2 separate regions of the Ovis aries genome follow, and region 1 is linked to region 2. The links are chromatin contacts, called in public Hi-C maps. All regions are on one chromosome and are shown on one strand. Each heading gives the region's core, a stretch centred on a gene start, on an enhancer-like site or on the middle of the called end of the contact. The rest is flanking DNA. Distances are from core to core; before and after follow the strand shown.

The links. A called contact is a pair of places that touch in the nucleus more often than the background predicts.
Region 1: a contact with region 2 is called in a Hi-C map of blood, with 5 times the contacts expected there. The contact joins two enhancer-like sites. A contact is called at or near these places in 13 of 16 Hi-C or Micro-C datasets (blood, hypothalamus, liver and 6 more).

The regions. Positions count from the first base shown.
Region 1 is chr15:76,336,364-76,340,745 of ARS-UI_Ramb_v3.0, forward strand. MTCH2 (mitochondrial carrier 2) reads right to left here. Exons shown (of 12, transcript XM_060400137.1): 12 at 2,475-4,382. Among named protein-coding and RNA genes, the nearest start is that of C1QTNF4, 16 kb to the left of the region's middle. Within about 2 kb of position 1,893, at least 5 of the 54 cell types and tissues checked have an H3K27ac peak or open chromatin away from gene starts, as enhancers often do.
Region 2 is chr15:76,217,249-76,221,195 of ARS-UI_Ramb_v3.0, forward strand. CELF1 (CUGBP Elav-like family member 1) reads right to left here. Exons shown (of 15, transcript XM_060400136.1): 14 at 3,696-3,862; 15 at 1-3,607. The coding sequence ends at 3,735. Among named protein-coding and RNA genes, the nearest start is that of RAPSN, 17 kb to the left of the region's middle. Within about 2 kb of position 2,388, at least 4 of the 54 cell types and tissues checked have an H3K27ac peak or open chromatin away from gene starts, as enhancers often do.

The DNA.
Region 1 (4,382 bases), core at 643-3,142, 120 kb after region 2:
TTTCAACATTTCCTCTCACGACAGTGTGTCTGGAAGACCTGCCTCCCCAAGACAGCGTGGGAAGGCAGCGAACAGAGGAGGAAGCTGACTCATATGGACAAAATTGGTCGGAAGGGAAAACAGTTGCTTTAGAAAACTAATTGCTGTTACTAGCCAAGATATTCTTCAGCAATTGTCGTGGGGCGGGGGGGGAGGGCATTGGTGGCAAAAGGACCTTTCATTTGCAACTTCCTCTCTAGGACAAAAATCAAGAGTTCAAGATTCTGATTCTCTCAAGTCTGATGAGACAATAAAATGAGGGATCAACAGAGGGAGAAAAAATGAGATTATCACATGTGACATCCTTAACCCTAAAAAAAAAAAAAAAAACAAAAAACTTCAGATGAGATAAAGACACACATCTTTGTCTACTTTTAAAAACAAACTCCAGAGGAATTCCCTGGCAGTCCGGTGATCAGACCTCTGTGTTCTCACCGCTGAGGGTACAGGTTTGATCCTTGGTTGGGGAACTAAGATCCCAGAGCTACATGGCTCCACCAAAACTAAAAAGAAAAACAAACAAACAAAAAAACCACCCCAGAAGTCCAAAGATACAAATTACTATGGCACCTAGGGAGGCAGCATGAATGAACCCATCCAATAGGCAAGTATGTTTCGGAACAATCCACTGAGGGAACTCCCTGGTGGTCCGGTGGTTATGAGTCCATGCTTTCACTGCTGAGAGTCCAGGTTTCACCTCTAGTTACAGAACTAAGATCCCACGAACCGAGGCAAAGAAAGAGAATCCAGTGACGAGCTGACATATAAATAAATCACTTTGAAAAACTGTTAGCCTTCAAGTAGAGTAGGAGTTCCAAGACACTGGACTGATGTACCCATAGGAATAAAGCCTTCCCATACAGCAAGTGTCCGAGCTGTATAAATCCCAGTAGCCTAGGAAAGCAATGGTGATCATTTCTATCTTCAGTTGCTTCACCTAGTTATCATTCTGCAGAGGCAAAAAAACAGGTCTCTTCTGATCAAATACTGTTTTACCCTATTCTGCAGAAGGCTCTTTCCTTTGGTTCACTGATTTGACTAAGAGGGAGGGCACTTGTCCTCAGATGGATGAACCCCTTACCATTCGGCTGACTGGCTACTTTCTCTCGGCATTTCATTGCTCCTAGGGAGCAGCAAACATGCCTTGGAATGTGACTCAGGTTTGAACTTGGCTCTGAAACATACTAGCTATATAATTCTGAATGAGTTACTTGGGTCTCATTTTCTTTATTTCTCAAGTGGAGATACCTACTGTACCAAAAGCTTACACGACAGGCGGGACAGCCACCACCACTGTTCTCCTCGCTTCCCTTGTCTGCCACGCACGGCACCTTAAACTGACCAACTTCACGACTCACTTCACCAGCTACACTTTTCCTACAAAGCCCGGGGAGGCTGCTGTTTCCGTGGGCCTGTTTTAAAGGGATCAATATAATTTTTTCCCACAGATTTTCAGATCAGAGAGAAGTGATGCCACTGCTATGTAAGCCCTGAGCTCAGTGTGGGGTGCAGCTTCTCTTCTGTCAGCTTAGTTGGCAATATCATTACAAGCCTTGGGGGAGGAAGCGTTTGAAGGCAAAGATCTTGTCCAGCTGAGAGGACTTAAGAGAGACTTCACAAAGAGAAGACCCTAGAACTGAATTTTACCACATAGGGAACACTTCAAGGGAGAGAGGGAAGCGGGACGTTTCCAGAGGAGGAAATTATAGCAGAATTACGGTATGTTTAGGTAACGTGAGAAGCTGGGACACAAGACTAGGTTTGAAGTTTCTTTCATCCTGAAGTTGTCTGTATAGCCTGGTACTTTTACAAGCACCCAAAGTTCCAGGAAACCCCACATTCTCTCCTTCAGTCAAGCTTCAGTGACCAGCACACTCCCCAGGGGGAGTATTTCCTGGCAACTTAGCTCAGCCCTGCCAAGGCAAACCACCTGTGCCAGTTTCACAAGTACAGCCTACAAGATACTCCTTGTCTAGGTTTACATGATTTACACGAGTCAGTTCATCATTTCTTTTGTGTGTATCTTAAGAGCACCTACCTACCTGCATTTACCAGCCCCGGAATAAACTTCTGTTAATGGCTTATAAAATTTCATGGAGGACCACAGATGTAGTCCTCTCGCCTGAAAGATCCCATGGACAGAGGAGCCTGGGGGAGCTACAGTCCATGGGGTCACAGAGAGCTGGACACAACCGAACAACTAGGCACAGATGTAGCACCCTTATCGGATGGATAGCTTGGATGCAGTGAGCTGGATCAGCCAGTGTGCTGATTAATCCCAGGCCTCCGTGACACTTTCCCACAACTTTGCCCAACTTTCAAAGGCAAAACCGGAGCCTTGGCGCCCCCTGGTGGAAGACTGGTTCTCGTAGTCAGACCAGCTCCCGGAACTAGGCAGGCGTGTGTGAAGACAGAAGCCACAGGTCATAAACATGGCAGTTTCCTAGATCGTCTTTACTTGAAGATTTTTTTTGGGGGAAAAAAAAGTAGGTAATGCAAAACATTTTTATATTAAAACAAATGCAGATAATATTGAATAGAATATAAAATTTACATTGCTTTTTGAGACAAAGAGACATCAAAGACATTTCAAGGTAAGTTATGCTACTCACGAGCTTCAGGCTACATTCTTAAACTCGGGGTGTGGGGGTGTGGAGAGGAGACCCTGCGTGCTCAGTCTAACACTGTGGGTGCTGCTGCTTTGACGGGAAGTAGCGAATTCTTCTGAGAAACAGCAAATGAAGCGTTTACTCATTTGGCAACAACCCAGTGGATTATTTAAATAAGTAAAACCAAATGCTTTCTCATCTTAAGAGCATTATAACCTGCTTGGAAAAGGCCTGAGTAAAATAAGAGCTTTGTGTTTGAGTGACAATTTATTTCCTTCTAAAATGATTTTTTCCCCCTACTATGAATGTTAACATGCCTAACTGAGGGTATGACATGCAAGCTGGTCAATAGTCTAAGAATCTTATGGATGTAAGTCTGCACCATCAGACGTGAGATTACAAGTACACCTTCCAAGGGTGTCATGAGGAATGAAAAACTACTCACCTTCTGCAATGACAAAAATGCAAACAAAATAAAAAACTGAAGAACAGAAGATTATATACAATTAGAACTGTATGATGATGTAACTTAGGGACTGGCAAGTAACGCTACAGTATTTGCTTTTCACACTTTACATGACAGTAAGAACTTCTTTGAGGGGCAAAAAGGAGACATTACACTTCCTTTCCAAATCCTGCTAATTCTCTGTAACTGTCCTTTTTTCTTGTTGTTGGCAACACAATTTCTTGCTTTGCAGTAACAGCGTGCAGATTTTCTAGGGTAGGTTAGGCGTGTATTGTCCTTTCTGTGAGGTATGAGACAGGGTTAACTGAATGTGCTAAGAATAATATGCTGGGAGGCAGGTTCCAGTGGATGCCGCTGAGTTTTGTGGTCTACCAAAGAAAAGGTAATTTATAACTTCCCGTATCATTTGCCTTATTCATTTTCTTAAGTTTTACAGAATTATTTCTCTTTCTTCATGGGACTGTATGCTCTTCATTTTACAAAACATTGAGACTCAAATTGCGTGACAACTTGCCGGTACCTCTAGGTAAATGCAACTTCTTAAGTAAAATACCCTGGGGTAAAAATGTCCCATTTCAGGGGGAGGATCAGTGGTAAATCATGTGCTGGGAAAAAGAACAAAAAAGGCAGACACCAAACACCTCCATTTTCCCAAGATTAAATGATTATTTAAAAAAGCGCGCCACACTGTATAGAAATCAACATTCTCTCCCATAATTCTGTGCGTCTGGGACTATAGAAATGTCACTGTCCCTGCCCCACATCTTCAAATTAACATTCTCAGGTCACAACAGTAAGTCTTCCCAAAGGGGACCTTCCGGAAAAACAAGCTATTTCCTCGGCTCATATTTCCCTGAAAGAAAAATAAAATAAATACAAATAAAGTCTAGCGTGAAAATGAGGTCAGCTAGTCCAAAGCAGCAAAGACATCCAACTGGACATATTTCTGGGAAATGAAATGACGAAATGACCAGCAACGTGTCATCTCTGACGCAAGCTGAGCCTCTGTGGAACTACCTACCATTTTGACACATGGATAAAGGCAAGGATTTCTTATTTAGACAGATCTTCCTAGGCAGATTCTGGCTCTGCTGTTTGCTAGTTAGCTGGGCCATCAAGTGTGTCAATTCATATCAAGGGTCATGAACAGTCCTAACACGCAGTAAGTGCCAGCTCTTATTTGTATTTTTTTTTCGGCTGCACACCTGATCAGGGTTGGAACTTGTGCCCCGTGCCGTGTAAGCGCGGAGTCAACCTCTGGACCACCG
Region 2 (3,947 bases), core at 1,138-3,637:
ATCTTTTATTTCATTGTTTACTCCAAAGTTGTCTTTAAAACTAAACACACCGAGAAACAAAGCCTAGAAGCGGACTGGCTGTGTGTTCACAGAAATACAAACACCACGCGGTATGTGCTAGTAGGGCTGCTCTGAAGACAATTACAAAGAATTGGAATCACAAAATCAAGTGGTTATCTTATGAAGTTCTAGAAAAATAGATTTTTTTATATTCAAATGCAAGTTTAAATATTTCCCCTTCAGCAGTCGTTCTAGCAAAACCAATTTGGCAGCACAAAAGAAAAAAAAAAGGAAAGAAAAAAGAAAAAACAAAGAAAGAAACAAACATAATAAAAATACACATCAGCATCAAAGGTCAACACAAGGTCAAAGGTGAGAGTTCAAGCATCAGAGAAGCTGAAGAGACAGGGATTTGGACGATGTACTTGACGCCACATCGACATGCTTTAGGCACAACGATGAACAAACGGCAGGAATCTAGAAAAAAAAACAAACCAGAAAGAGGGAGACCCACTGAGTTACACAGAGCAATACATCCAAACAAAGAGAGAGAGAACAGGAACACTCACTGTGTACAGCCCTGAAATGAGGAGGCGGGCAGGGGAGGCTGGGCAATGACGGAACTCTTGCACATGCTAACAATGGACACGGGAAAGTCAAAAAGGACATGGAGGACACCAAGAAAACATCCAACTGCCAGAAACACGGGGAACCTAAGGCTTGGATTTCCCCAGAAGCACCCAAGCGCATCCGAAAAGCAGCTCTCGGGCGGAGCAGAGCCTCAGCCTCCCGAGTCTCACTCCTGGTCGAGACTCGGGGAGACAGCTGGAGCTGCTGGCTTGTGGGGGGTGCGAATTCTTTGGGGGAGAGGGCCAGAATTCCCCCCCCCTTCCTATAGGGATGGCCCTCTTGCCAGAAATCCAAGCTCTTAGCTTCCACGAGGGCCCTGGCCACTCCTGCGGGACCCAGGAGACAGTGTCTGGCTGCATTCAAGGCAAATCAATTTCACGATGAAACCCAAGGAAGAAACAAAGCTGCAGCAGAAAACAATTATGTAAGTGAGACCCCCACAACAGAAAAGCACTGCTTGAGACTTGACTGCGAGTCTCCCCTCTGCGAGCTGAACCCTTTTCACACCGTGAGACTTGTAGGGGGAGCAGCTTCTCCACAACACCACCTTTGGCCCGGGGAGAGAACTGTGCTCGAGGGCGGCGCTGCTGTGGGAATTCGCGGGGCCGGGGCAGCCGAGGGAACCCACTGCAGGCAGGAAACCTCGGGGTCTGGTATCAGAGGCAGGCGGATTACACCTTTAACTTTCATGCCAATAGCAAAGGGGTTCCGGAGCCCAGGACAAATAGGTATGCAAGTAACAGTGAAATGGGGGAGGAGGGAGGGACAGGGACAGAGGTGGGCACAGAGTGGGGTTCCGGGCTTTGGAAAACCCCACGCGGGCCAAGGAGGAGGACAGAACAGAAGGCGAGACCGCAGCAACCTGGGGAGCACAGCTCTCTCCTCCGCCAGTTCACAGCGTTAACGCCTCCCCCTCGGGCAGATTAGCTGGGCTGCAGACGGCCACAGAAAGTCAGTAGTTTCAATCATACACAGCACCCTGTGTGTACAACAATCACATTCTGGATTCTATAAAATCCTGGCCTTTTCCAGAGATATAATTTAGGTAATAAATATTCTCCACCCCGGAGCTGTATAAAACTTCTATAAAAATAGAAACGACATTCTTGGTTCCAGCCGGTTGGGATTCAGAACAGCGCCTCCCCAACCTAGCATTTTTTTCTTTTTTTTGTTTTTTCTTTTTTATTTTTATTTTTTGCATTTATTTAAAAAATCCCATCATGACCCTGGAAGCCTTTGGAACAGTTTTATCCTTGAAACACAGGACACATTTCTCCCAGTGCGCAGAATTCAAGTTTACGTGGTTCAGCTTAAGAAGTATGTTTCATGTTTCTTAGAGGACAACAGACCCAAGTTATCACTATGAGAAGGGAACAGCTGTCCCAGCTTCAATGGGATAATCCACCACCACCAACCACCCGCACAACAGCAAGCCGGTCAACGCTCACCTGAGGCCCAAGGACAGAATGGCAAGGAGACCGCCCCTGACTGACAGCAAAGCAACCCCTGTGATCTCGCCTCTGCCGCTAGGGGGCACGGCTGACGTCTGTGAGGCTGAGGACCCCAGGGACGGTCCCTGGCCTTGGCTGCGGGTCATATCCTAACAGGGCCACTTCTGCCCAGGGACACATTCCCGACAGCAGGTCCTTCCCGGGCCTCCCCACTACCAGCGCTTCTTGGAGCAGAGGCTGAGCCCGGAGGCTGTGTGGGTCATAGGCAGGAGTGAGACCTGCGGGAGGCAGCAGGGAGCTGACTGTAAGCACGAGGACGAAAATGAACAGGGTGCTACTGAGGTAAATGAACACTGAGCGCACACGGAGGCTGTAAACGTCCTGCCGTCGCCTTTGTCACCAAGAGCAGAGCACGGGGCTGGAGGGGCAGAAGAGGGGCCTGTCTCCACTCAGACGCCACGCCTGGGCCATCTCAACCAAGGAGGCAACCGCGGATCGCTTAATCCTTTTAAGAACTGGGTGTTGGCCACCGGGAAATGCAGCACCGGCTCAAAGGAACCCGAGGACTCAGGTACACTGAGAAGCAGGCTCCTCCTCCCCCAGCGACAGCTTTTAATCGCTCTGCTCAGGAGAGGTGCTCCCTTCTGCCAGATCCCATAGCCCTTCCTGGATCTACCCTCACGAGAAAACTGTGGCTGGGGGTGGAAGTGACATTCCTTGCTGTGGTCAATTCCAAAACAGGAAACCCGACAGTGTCTTCCCGAGAGGCCTTCTTTAAAGGGGCCTGGTGGACGTGGGCCGTGGTCTAGCGGTCTGGTGTTGAAATAAACTATACACGACCCCTTGGACTGGCTGCTTCTTCCTAAGAGCCACCAGCCAGGGAGGAAGGGCTGATCCAACACCAATGGCTGGCTGGGTAACGGATGACAAATCCCTGCTTTTTGCATGTTAGGCTAATTTAATAGGTGCATTATTTCCAGAGACTTGTTACCCCTTCTTAGGTAAGCGGGCAGAAATCCTAGATGAGAATCTAAAAAATCGCTGGCAAGAATGCAGACTTTCCAGTGAAGGCGGTTACAGAGGAGTTTCAGCCTCCAGCTCCCAGGGCTGCCGGGTTTCAAGTCACTCTCCTTCTCCAAAGCCAACCCCACCTGCTATGCCCCAAAAGCTGCTGGGTATCAGCTCTCACGTCACCCACTCTCGTGCTCAGGAAGATTCTGGGGGTCCACTTTCGTCTAACTTCGTCCTCTTTCTTGGGATAGTTTGGGGCAAATTCTGATCCTCTTTCTTAATGTTTTTCCATTTCCCCTCCTCCCCCAGGGCAGTTTGATGTTGGTCCTTCTCAACACACACTGGTTACAAACACAGCAAACTTTTAAATAAAGGAAAAAAAAAAAAAAAACAAACTCAGGATATGGCACCTAAACTCCAAAGTAAAACACTGGAAACCAAAGCACAAACTTGTCCTCTGTACGAAGCGAAATTCCCACAGAAGGCAGTAGCTGAGTCTTCAGGGCAAGCTGTGCCTGCGAGAGTGGCAGGGATCAGGGTCCAGGGCTGTCAACACACAGCCTTAGGGCTTCGAATCATTAAGGGTGCTCCTCCCCCACTTACCAGAAGACCCTCTCACTCCAGTCTCAGAGGGGAGCACGCTCAGTAGGGCTTGCTGTCGTTCTTTGAACGTTTGAGCTGCACTTTAAGCCGCTTCATGCCGATCTGAAAGCCGTTCATGGACTGGATGGCAGCCTGAGCCGAGACAGGATTGTCGTAACTTACAAAACCTGTGTGTCCGAGCAGAAACCCAGTGAGGGGCATGAAGAGGCAAGGACAGCCTCAGTCCTCCTTATGCAGCAGGATCCTTACATG